Regions from separate parts of the Gossypium hirsutum genome. Here region 2 is linked to region 1. Evidence: chromatin contacts called from public Hi-C data. All regions are on one chromosome and are shown on one strand. Each heading gives the region's core, a stretch centred on a gene start, on an enhancer-like site or on the middle of the called end of the contact. The rest is flanking DNA. Distances are from core to core; before and after follow the strand shown. Region 1 holds the start of LOC107898631 (small ribosomal subunit biogenesis GTPase RsgA 1, mitochondrial). Region 2 holds the start of LOC107898615 (pre-mRNA-splicing factor ATP-dependent RNA helicase DEAH1).

Evidence for each region. Hi-C and Micro-C count contacts between places; a contact is called where the count stands out from the background.
Region 2: a contact with region 1 is called in a Hi-C map of leaf, with 1.6 times the contacts expected there. The contact joins the promoter of LOC107898615 here to the promoter of LOC107898631 in region 1. A contact is called at or near these places in 2 of 34 Hi-C or Micro-C datasets (both in leaf).

Annotation. Positions count from the first base shown.
Region 1 is chrD04:57,004,993-57,010,165 of Gossypium_hirsutum_v2.1, forward strand. It overlaps LOC107898631 (small ribosomal subunit biogenesis GTPase RsgA 1, mitochondrial), which reads left to right and starts at 3,062. Exons shown (of 4, transcript XM_016824139.2): 1 at 3,062-3,860. The coding sequence starts at 3,216. LOC107898632 (proteasome subunit beta type-5) reads left to right here. Exons shown (of 8, transcript XM_016824140.2): 5 at 618-752; 6 at 863-966; 7 at 1,581-1,681; 8 at 1,783-2,159. The coding sequence ends at 1,910.
Region 2 is chrD04:57,142,110-57,147,558 of Gossypium_hirsutum_v2.1, forward strand. It overlaps LOC107898615 (pre-mRNA-splicing factor ATP-dependent RNA helicase DEAH1), which reads left to right and starts at 4,193. Exons shown (of 5, transcript XM_041091054.1): 1 at 4,193-5,440. The coding sequence starts at 4,193. LOC107898617 (ranBP2-type zinc finger protein At1g67325) reads left to right here. Exons shown (of 10, transcript XM_016824123.2): 10 at 3,611-3,781. The coding sequence ends at 3,709.

The DNA.
Region 1 (5,173 bases), core at 1,812-4,311:
GCTTGTCTTGTATGGAATTGTATAGAAAAAGTAGTATATCCATGGCTTTTATGCAGAATGTTTCATATTGGCATTGTTTCTTTATGTTTTTTGTTGGTTCTTGCGCATTTCTGTTTTTCTAAAACCTTGAAAGCGCAAGTATGATACGAGTAGCATCTCAGAGGTTTCAAATGACGAGCAAATATTGTTTTCCTAAAACCCAATGTTGCTCGAACTCTTCATTTTTCTTAAAGTACCAGTGTACAATGCTCTTGTCCTATGCACATTCGGATGTTGGTATATACATGAAAAACTTCCAAAAGTTGAATATACCACTTTCGGATGCATGTAACATAGAGATTAACCATTTTGAGTTCTGATGAAGCAAATTTTTATGCATGGTATCGATATTAATGTCTATGACTAGATTTGTATGCAATGGTGTGTTAATAGCATAACAAACCTAGGTTTCTAGTATTTGATCCTCTTTCTTGTTACCGAAACGAATTTCCAAGGACAAAGTCGTGAAAATGAGTTGATGCGTGGTTCCTGTTTCCATAGGAGTTAGGTGATTGAATTTAATGCATTTTATTTTCGTAATTGTCTATATGAAGAGCTAATGGATTACCCGTTTACAGTGCCGGCTGCATGAATTGGCAAACAAACGCAGAATTTCTGTTACAGGTGCATCGAAACTGTTGGCAAACATTCTCTATTCTTACCGTGGAATGGGACTATCAGTTGGAACCATGATTGCTGGATGGGATGAAACGGTATTTGAAGCTAAATTTTACTTCATCTCTCTCCTCCGTTCCCCTTTTTTTCAGTAGCATTTGATGTATACCACTGCATGTTTTAACATACTGCGTGATGTGAATTCTAGGGTCCCGGACTATACTACGTGGACAATGAAGGGGGAAGGTTAAAAGGAATGCGTTTCTCTGTTGGGTCGGGTTCACCATATGCTTACGGTGTGCTGGATAATGGGTATGCATTTTTCTTCTTTCATAGACATTTTTGTTCTGTTATTAAGCAAAAACAAATGACGGGAAAGGTGTTATGGTCCTTCTAAAGTTAAGATTCGAGAGTAAGTTCATCTAATAGATATTATGGATGTACCAGTCAATTTCGACCTGAATTTGAAAACCTAATCCGATCAATCCAAATCAAATCTAAGCTAATCAGGTTTGAACTCGAAATAATTAGCTGCAATGACCTGAATTAGACCATTTCAGGCTGAACCCAAACAAGTAATTCAAGATGATCTGAACTTAAAAGTGTTCCTGACCTGAAATGGTCTGAACCTGCAATGGTCTGACCTGAAAATTTGGCCCCCCAAAACAAATGATCTGAACTGGAAGTTCCAAAAATCTTAAAACCGAAATGAACCTATGTAGATTAACCCAACCCGCCTAATTGACAAGTCTAATTATGGATGTATTACTTGTTTGATGATAAGCAGTTGGCAAGAAACCAGTTGTGTTTAAAAGTAAGATAGCACTGCCTCAATCGAGAATTCTTTTTTGTTTTTTTCTCGTATTATGCTTAGCTCCATGTATTCATGATCATTCATTTCTATTTTCGGGTGAACTCTGTACCAGCTATCGGTATGACATGTCAGTTGAAGAGGCAGCAGAGTTGGCTCGAAGAGCTATTTATCATGCCACATTCCGAGACGGAGCCAGTGGTGGTGTCGCCAGCGGTATTTCTCTCTTCCTCCAGTCTTATAGTAACATTCCCTCTGGTTCTGTTTTACGCTTGTCCTTATCCTACTTTTAACAAACTTTTATAATTCTTAACCAGTTTATTACGTGGGACCGAATGGCTGGAAGAAGCTATCAGGCGATGACGTTGGAGAACTTCACTATAGATACTATCCGGTGATGCCGAGCACGGTAGAACAGGAGATGGTCGAAGTAACTGGAGCCTAAGAGGACCGTCCTTCACCTAGACCTAATTGAAGATGTTTGCCTTCACAGATCGGCCGACGGGATTCCATCGGATTCTACAAAGACAGTTCACTGATAGACTTAGTTTGTCATTGTTGATGTTGAAATTTCTTAAAAGAATCAAATTAGTTTAAACGGGAACTTGTTTGGAAGTTATTCAGTTCTGTTACGTTTCGAATCGAGCTTGAGTTTATTTGATTTGAGCTATCAAATGAGTCAAATTTGAAGTAATTTAATGCCTGAGCTGAGTAGTTGACGAGCTTACTCGAGTTTTTCTTTGTAGTTAGTATTCAAAATTTTCTATACAAACTCGAAATCAAGTATAAATAATTGAGTCTGAGCATGATAGTTGTGTTCATCTTTTATCGGTTAAATGAGCAGAATAAGACGCGAAGTTAGAAATTTTTTTCGAGGAGATGAAATTAAGTTATAACTTTTACGATAAAAAAATATAATTTTATTATTTTAATAGTTTATAGTTTTATAATTTTTAAAAGATTAAATTAAATTTTTATCATTTTTAAGAAATGTTAAAGTGTAATTTTATTTTTACTAATTTTAAAATTTTAAAAGCTTAAATATAAAAATTTTCATTTTAGGAGATTGAGCCTCTACCAACCTCCTAACTATGCCCTGAACAGAATCAAGCTTAATTCGAGTAAAGTTTGTTCTTCGAGCTTAATTCAGGTAAAATTTGTTTTTTTAACGTGTCACGTGACACAAATTTACTTTTATAAGATAAATTTTTAAAGTAAATTTTTTCTAAAATATAAAAAAATTAAAATTTAAGATTTTTCCAATTTTATGGAAATATACTTTTGTAAAAAGTATGTAAAACTTAAAAAAAGGCAAAATCAGAAAAATGAAAAAGGTGTTGAAAAATTCAGAAATATTTATTTAAAAAAATTATTATAAAATTTGAATTTTTTAATACTTTTAATCCCCAAAGAACTATGAGAATTATTTCAATTTAGCAATATTTCATTTTTTTTAAATAATGTAATATTTTTTAATTTCTTCCTGTAGTTTCTTGAAGTTTCGCTCTCTTTTTTTAATGAATTTTTAAAAGAAAAAATTTTTGGTGCGACGTGGCAACTAAGGATTAACCCTCATAAATAAATAAATAAATAACCGCGCACTGTCCGAACATAGTAAACACACATTTCCTCTTTCACTAAAAAAATGTATGAACATTCTTACTTTTCAAGTATCAAATCAAAACTGTAAATTTTTTAAAGAAAAAAAAATCAAAATTGTTTAACGAAATCGATTCCCCACTGAATCCCGATGCCAATCACTTCTTTTTCACTGTTCCGCAGCCGTTTACCCGCCATAACCACCGTTCTCCGCCGTCACTCACCACCCTACCGCCACCTCTTTATCCTCTCCGCCAAACAGACCCCTTCTAATTCAAGACAAAACGTATCCAAGAAACCCCAACCCAACAAGAACCTCCTCAAGGCTAAACACACCTTCAAAGATTACTCCTCTTTAGCTCCCGTCCTTGCCCCTAATGAAACTCCATCTCTTTCCGATTCTCAAGCCGTCGGCGCCGTTGCCGCTGCTCAAGCCAATTTCATGCGGGTCATAGTTCAACGGGAACCGGAGGATGGTATGAAAACTGGGTTGGAGTTGCTTTGTGTGGTGAGGGCAGTTTTGAAGAAGATAAAGAGGAGGGTTTTGGTTGGGGATAAGGTGGTGGTTGGTTCGATTGATTGGGTGGAACGGCGTGGGGTTATTGAGAATGTGTTTCAACGGAGTTCTGAGATTGTTGATCCGCCGGTTGCTAATGTTGATCGCTTGCTCGTGCTTTTCTCTATGGAACAGCCGCCGGTGGAGCCGTTTATGCTTACGAGATTCTTGGTTGAAGCTGAGTCTTATAGGATTCCACTCACGCTTGCTTTGAACAAAACGGAACTCGTTGATGAAGAGGTTCGAAGCTTTGACGCTCTTTTGATTGTAATTTACCATAAACTGTTAGTTGCTGATGTTACTTGCACTAGGCGAGTCGAAGATATTGTTATATTCAATTGTTTTAAGCTTATTGACAATTGTTAGTTGCAATGTTACTCGGAGTCAAGCGTTAGTGTCGGCCTGTAATGTTACACCGAGTTGAGTGTCGGCCTGTCGGGTACAATATGCATTCCCCATGTCCGAATGTGTATTGAAAATTGTTAGTTGCAATGTTACTAGGAGTCTAGTGTTAGTGTTAGTGTCGGCCTGTCAGGGATAATATGCATTCCCCGTATCGAGTATGTATTGACAATTGTTAGCTGCAATGCTACTTGGAGTCGAGTGTTAGTGTCGACCTGTCGGGTACAATATGCATTCCCCATGTCTGAATATGCATTGACGATTGTTAGTTGCAATGTTACTCGGAGTCGTGTATTAGTGTCAGCCTGTCGGGTGCAATATGCATTCCCCATGTCTGAGTATGTATTGACAATTGTTAGTTGCAATGTTACTTTCCTGTTGGGTACAATATTCATTCCCCGTGTCCGAGTATGCATAGACAATTGTTAATTACGATGTTACTTGGAGCCGAGTGTTAGTGTCGGTCTGTTGGGTACAGTATGCATTCTATACGGTTATATCTAACCTTTTCTAAGTTTTTTTTTTTTTGAAGTATCATATACCATGTTCGAATGTATATTGATATGAGTGTTGGATGAGTACTTTTAGGAAAAATGAAAATTCGGAGCAAGATAGGTTGTTCATTTCACATGTTCGTTATGGCATTGTAATTTGACTTGTTCTTAGCAAGTTTTTTATCCTATAAGACATAGGAATTAGATCAACAGATTAGGGGCAATTAGTTAAGAGAAAATCAAATGGAAATTTACACACACACACACACACACATATATACTAGTAGCTCTAGTCTATTATTTGAGCTTCTGTAGTTGTTTGTTTATAATAAAGAAATGGATGTTCTTCATCTCATGAAATATTCTATGTTAGTTGGAGTCAGGCTTGAGTGTTAAATTACGGTATCTGTAGGACATGGGTGTGAAGTACTTGAAGGGTCGTGTTCTTGTACCATTGTATAAATTTGTGTTGGGATATAGGTCATGTCCTTGAAGTACAAGGGTACTTCAAAAAAAAATTAAAAGTTGGTGCAACGAAACATCGAATTCCTCGATTTTCTGTTTTATAATCTATGAATCACATTTACATTGTCAAATAACATCGGTGTGATTCCTTTGGCATATGTGCATATTGGGGGACTTTGAAATGCTTTTGCA
Region 2 (5,449 bases), core at 2,943-5,442, 140 kb after region 1:
AGTCTTGTCGTCCTCATGTTGCTGCGGTTGTCGAGTTACTCACCTTCTCATGATCAGTGTCCAGTTGTATTAATGCTATGGTATTTCCGGTCTTTATGGATCATAGATGCATCATTGTGTCAGCCATCTAATCTGGAAAATATTTTAATGTTGATTCTGGTTTTATCTGTTAGTTAGGTTTTGTACTTTGGAATCAACTCATTTATTCTAGTGACAATGTTACTATGGACTTAGATATGTTGCTACACTTGCCAAGTGGGGAAAAAATACTACTGTTGGCTGCACATTTCTGTTTTTTTCATTCAATTTTTCTACTTGTCCATTTTGAGTTGTCGTTGTTTTAACGGGAAACTTCTGTTAGAAATAACAAGTACTTAGCCTCAAATATTAACTAGTTTCTTCAGTTGTTTTCATACTTGACATGGTCTGGTGAGAGATCTATTGTTGTGCTTTTGAAAGATTTGCTTTAAAACCTTTTGGAAAAATCACACTTGGCACAATATGAAAATAACCGGAGTGTGATTGGTTACAAAATCACAATGTCTCATATTTTGTCACCTCATAGGTTAAGCTTAGTCCACCTATGGCACACATTATGATTGCGTTGATGTTAAAATACTCTGGTTAATGTTGCTGCATGTTGTATGTATCCTTTCTCGTCTTTCAATGGTTGCTACTGTTTTCTTATCAGTATTGCATGCTTGAAAGATTTGCATTGGAATATTTTGGAAATTGATTGCCCGATTTGAAAATTACTGGAGTATGTTGGTCACATGCATTGATGTTAAAGTACTCGGGTTAATCTGCATGTAGTATTTATTCATTCTGTCATTGAATGATGTTGGTCTTTGTCTTGAATCGAGAATACAACCGTTCTCTTATCAGTATTACATGTTGCATAAATCCCTCGATGCTCATACAAGCATCTAGAAAAATGCAGGTCTGATTTTAAAGCTGAGGAAGCTGCTATAGAATGCCTGTATCGATGTTAATAATCGGATTGTTTCGTTTTTGTTTGTAAGCCTTGTCAGCTCTTGTGGTAATACTTGCAAGTTCTTTTTTGCTCCATTTTCTACTGAGTGTTGTCTGTTAAGATCGATTATGGAATATATTTGCAATTATTATACAGTATTTTGGCTTTTAAAGATCCAAATTGAAATCAAATTGAACCGAACCTTTCAGTGGTTTGAATCGGTTTGGTTCATCATTTTTTTAATTTTTTTAGAACTGTTTTTTTTTATATTAAAGTTACTTTCACTCATTTAAATATGAAGTTTTTATTTTCGTACTGTAAACGTTTTTAGTTTTTATATTTAGAAATTAAAAAAACCCAATTTTGTTTGGATAATTTTGGTTTATCAACTTGTGAAATGAATTGATTTAAAGTTTTTATGAATTGAATTTGTTTCAGGTTCAGATTTGGTTTGGGTTCGTTGTAATTATATATTTTCTAATAGAAATTATTAATTTATTATATTTATAAGTAAAATTATATTATAATATAATATTCATTGTATTTTTATGAAAATTAAAATTTGTTATGGCTATTTATTAACATCGAAATGATATAATGTTAATTCGATGTTACAAGTAAATTAAGTTGATGTCTTGAGCTTTGATTTAAATAAAAAAAATTTAAACATTAGAACGGAAATATCAATATTATAATATTTGTATCTATATACTATTATTTTAATGTTTAAATGAGTTGATGTTACCTCTAGATCACCAGTTTAGCTGTTAAAGTATGAAAATTATGTACACTATTGTGGGATTTGAACTCTTTTACTACTAAATTGAAGTTAAATATTGATATATTTATACATTTTAATCTTAATTATGCACATTTTACTGTTTTTATCAGTTGTATATATCAATAATGTGTTTGATGAAGTTGGTGTCGTAAGTTAAATCGACATCGACTCGAGATTGGTAATAAAACAATGAACATTTAAATCCATTTGTTTTAATTAGTATCTTAATTTTTGTGTTTTATATTTTTGGTTTTTATAAGCATATGTATGGGATGAGGTTTTTAATTATTATTAGGGTTTGTTTGGACAACACAGGATTATTAATGAGAGTAATTATACTCTTGTAATTATAAAGAAATGTAATTATACAGTTAAATAATTTATATTTTTTAAAAATATTAATTACTATAAAAAATTATCAGCATGATAAAAATAATTTGTAAATAAGTAATAAAAATAATAATTAAATCATCATATGTATTATGTTAGTCTAAAAACATGGTTGATAATTGCATTACTAATAAAATAGTAAGAAAATAAACATCATAAGTCATTGTATTTAATTGTTCTAGTGTACGTTTGTTGGGTCAATTCTTTTATAATATTTAATGTATGTTTTTTATTGTTATTTGAATTTGAATCTGAATAATTATTTTAATTTAAAAAAAATATAATTTTCAAAGTAGGGATCATAGAAATTACAACTTAATTTGATTTTTTTTATGCTATACTAAGGTGATAATGTTAACATGAGAAATATCTTAATAAAATAACAAATGTTTTTTTAATTACATTTTGAAGCCTTGAAAGTCTCATACTAAAAAAATTGTAAGTTGTTTATGATGCTTGTGTTTAGCGCCATTATCCTATACGGTATCATATTTCACGATATTGTGTAATTTTTTTTATTTACATGATTAGTATTGATTTTATAATATTTGTGTTCACAATTCAAATATCTCATTATAAAAAATTATATAGATTTAATTTGAAGAAAGACTTATTCTTTTTTGTAATACTTAAATTAAGAAAAAAATATTATAAAATTTATAATAAATAATATTTATAAAAAGGATTTTCTAAATTGTTTAGGAATTTCATACCATTCTTTATAAAAATATAAATTTTTTGTCATAACTTAATAAAAATATTTTTTTATGAATAAAAAAATTATTTTTATAGTATATAGTAAATAAGTTATATCTGTATTATAATATTTTTATAATAAATAATAAAGTTTTTGACCCAGCTTTAGAATATTTTTAGAATTTAAATAATATAATTTTTTGTTATAACTTTATAAAATACACAAATGACTTTTATAATATATAAATTTATTACTTAATCATCTCAAACACTTATACATGTTTATGCTTATAATAAAATTTTTATAATCTATATAAAAATAAATTTTTTGGCCTAAGCATAGTTAGTAAACAGATCTCATCATTAATGAAATAAAAAAAATAGTGGTAAATAAACACTAATAAATTTATTCAACATAATTAGTTATAATTTTTACATTTTTAGACTTGTTAGTTAATGAAATAAAATTTAGTGAAAGATTTATAGATAAATATTAATAAGTTTATTAAACATAATTAAATATTAACTATAATTATTAATTTTTTAATATTGTTGGGCAAGTTAACATATAATGGAAAATGTTTTTTAAAAAGAAAACGTGGCAAATAAAAAAAAGCTTTTTTGAAAAAGAAAACAAACATAATAAAAAATGGGTAAATATAAAAAATATAAAATGTAGACAATATTTAAAATGATTTATTCCTATAAAAATATATAAAGTTTTTAAATACGTCACATTTAACGCGTTGTATATATGTATGAAAAAGCAGTCTGGGGACCAAACCATTAGGAGGAAGAAGCAGATGGAAGATGGGGTCACTTGTGAAAGAACTAGCCGAAGGGGACCATCACAGTTGGGCGGTGGATAACAGGCTAGCTCACCATGAACATCAGGAGAGGTTGGGGAAGACTTGGCAGCGGCAAGTCAAGGAGAGGTTGGGTCAATGGATTTCTGACAGAAGTCCCATCAATCAGAATCAAAGATGGTTCCAGGAAAGAAGGAAGGCATGAATGAGGGGAGACTGGTCTAACATGATATGCTACAAGGATGAATCAGTCCAACAAAAGAAAATACGATAATATTTGAAACTTGCTCCCCAAGTTTACCCAAAATTATATATATACAGTTTTTCTCTAAAAATTTCCTGAGCCGCTCTCATCTCTCTGTTCCAGTAGAGATAAGGCAATTCTTGAAACCCTAAACTCGAATTCGAAGATTGTTTCTATTGGAATCATTCGATTTTCGAGTTATTTGCTCTCTGCCTCTGCATCACATTGCTATTTCTGATTCATTGGTTCCTTTGGATCCTGTTGCTTGTTTACTGCTTTGCAAACTTGATCGTTAAGGAGCTATGTCTGGTGATTCAAAATCCGGAGAATGGGAAGGTAAAGATGCATTGAAGACTTGGGTCTCTGATAGGTTATTGGCATTGCAGGGGTTTTCCACTCCCGAGTTCGTTGAGTATGCCATTGGACTAGCTAAGCAAGCGACATCGGCTGCTGATGTAGTAGGGAAGCTTGAAGAATACGGCTTGGCATTTTCCGATGATCTTCATTTGTTTGCTGAAGAAATCTTCTCCAATGTTCCTTGGAAAGTATCGCCTAGGAAGCGAAAGACTTACGACAATGAAGATGGCATTGGTACCGGTTTGGGAAAAGCTGTGTTTGAGGACCAGATTGAGTTTATCAAGGAATCCATGTTGAAGGTTGATGATGAGATGTCAATCGAGTCACCCGAGATTTCCAAGGCAAAATCCGAATTGGAGACGCTACATGAAGACCGGAGAACGTTGCCAATTTATGCACATCGAGATAGTCTGCTTAAAGCAATTGAAGAACATCAGGTTCTTGTTATCGTAGGTGAAACTGGTTCAGGGAAGACTACACAGATACCACAATATCTTCATGAAGCTGGTTACACGAAACGTGGGAAGGTTGCTTGTACACAGCCTCGAAGAGTTGCTGCTATAAGTGTTGCTGCTCGTGTTTCTCAAGAAATGGATGTCAAGCTCGGTCATGAAGTTGGTTATTCTATTCGTTTCGAAGATTGTACCTCGGAAAAGACTGTTTTGAAATATATGACAGATGGTAAGCTGTTGCGAGAATTGCTTGGCGAACCTGATCTCGCGAGCTATGGTGTGATAATGGTGGATGAGGCTCATGAAAGAACTGTCTCTACCGATGTTCTTTTCGGATTGTTGAAGGATATAGCACGATTTAGAAAAGATATCAAAATACTTATTTCAAGTGCTACACCTTATGCAAGCAAGTTCAGTGATTTTTTCGATTGTGCTCCGATTTATCGAATTCCCGGGAGACGGTATCCTGTTGAGATACAATATACAAAAGCACCAGTAGCGGATTACTTGGATGCTGCAATTGTTACAGTACTTCAAATCCATGTGACACAATCACCCGGAGATATTTTGGTGTTTCTTACGGGTCAAGAAGAAATCGAGTCTGCAGAAGAAATTTTGAAGCATAAGATAAGTGGGTTTGGGTCGGAAATTCCAGAACTTGTTATCTCCAAAATATTCTCAAACCTTCCGACCGAGCTTCAAGCGAAAATATTTCAACCGATTCCTATCGGTTCACGGAAGGTAGTCTTG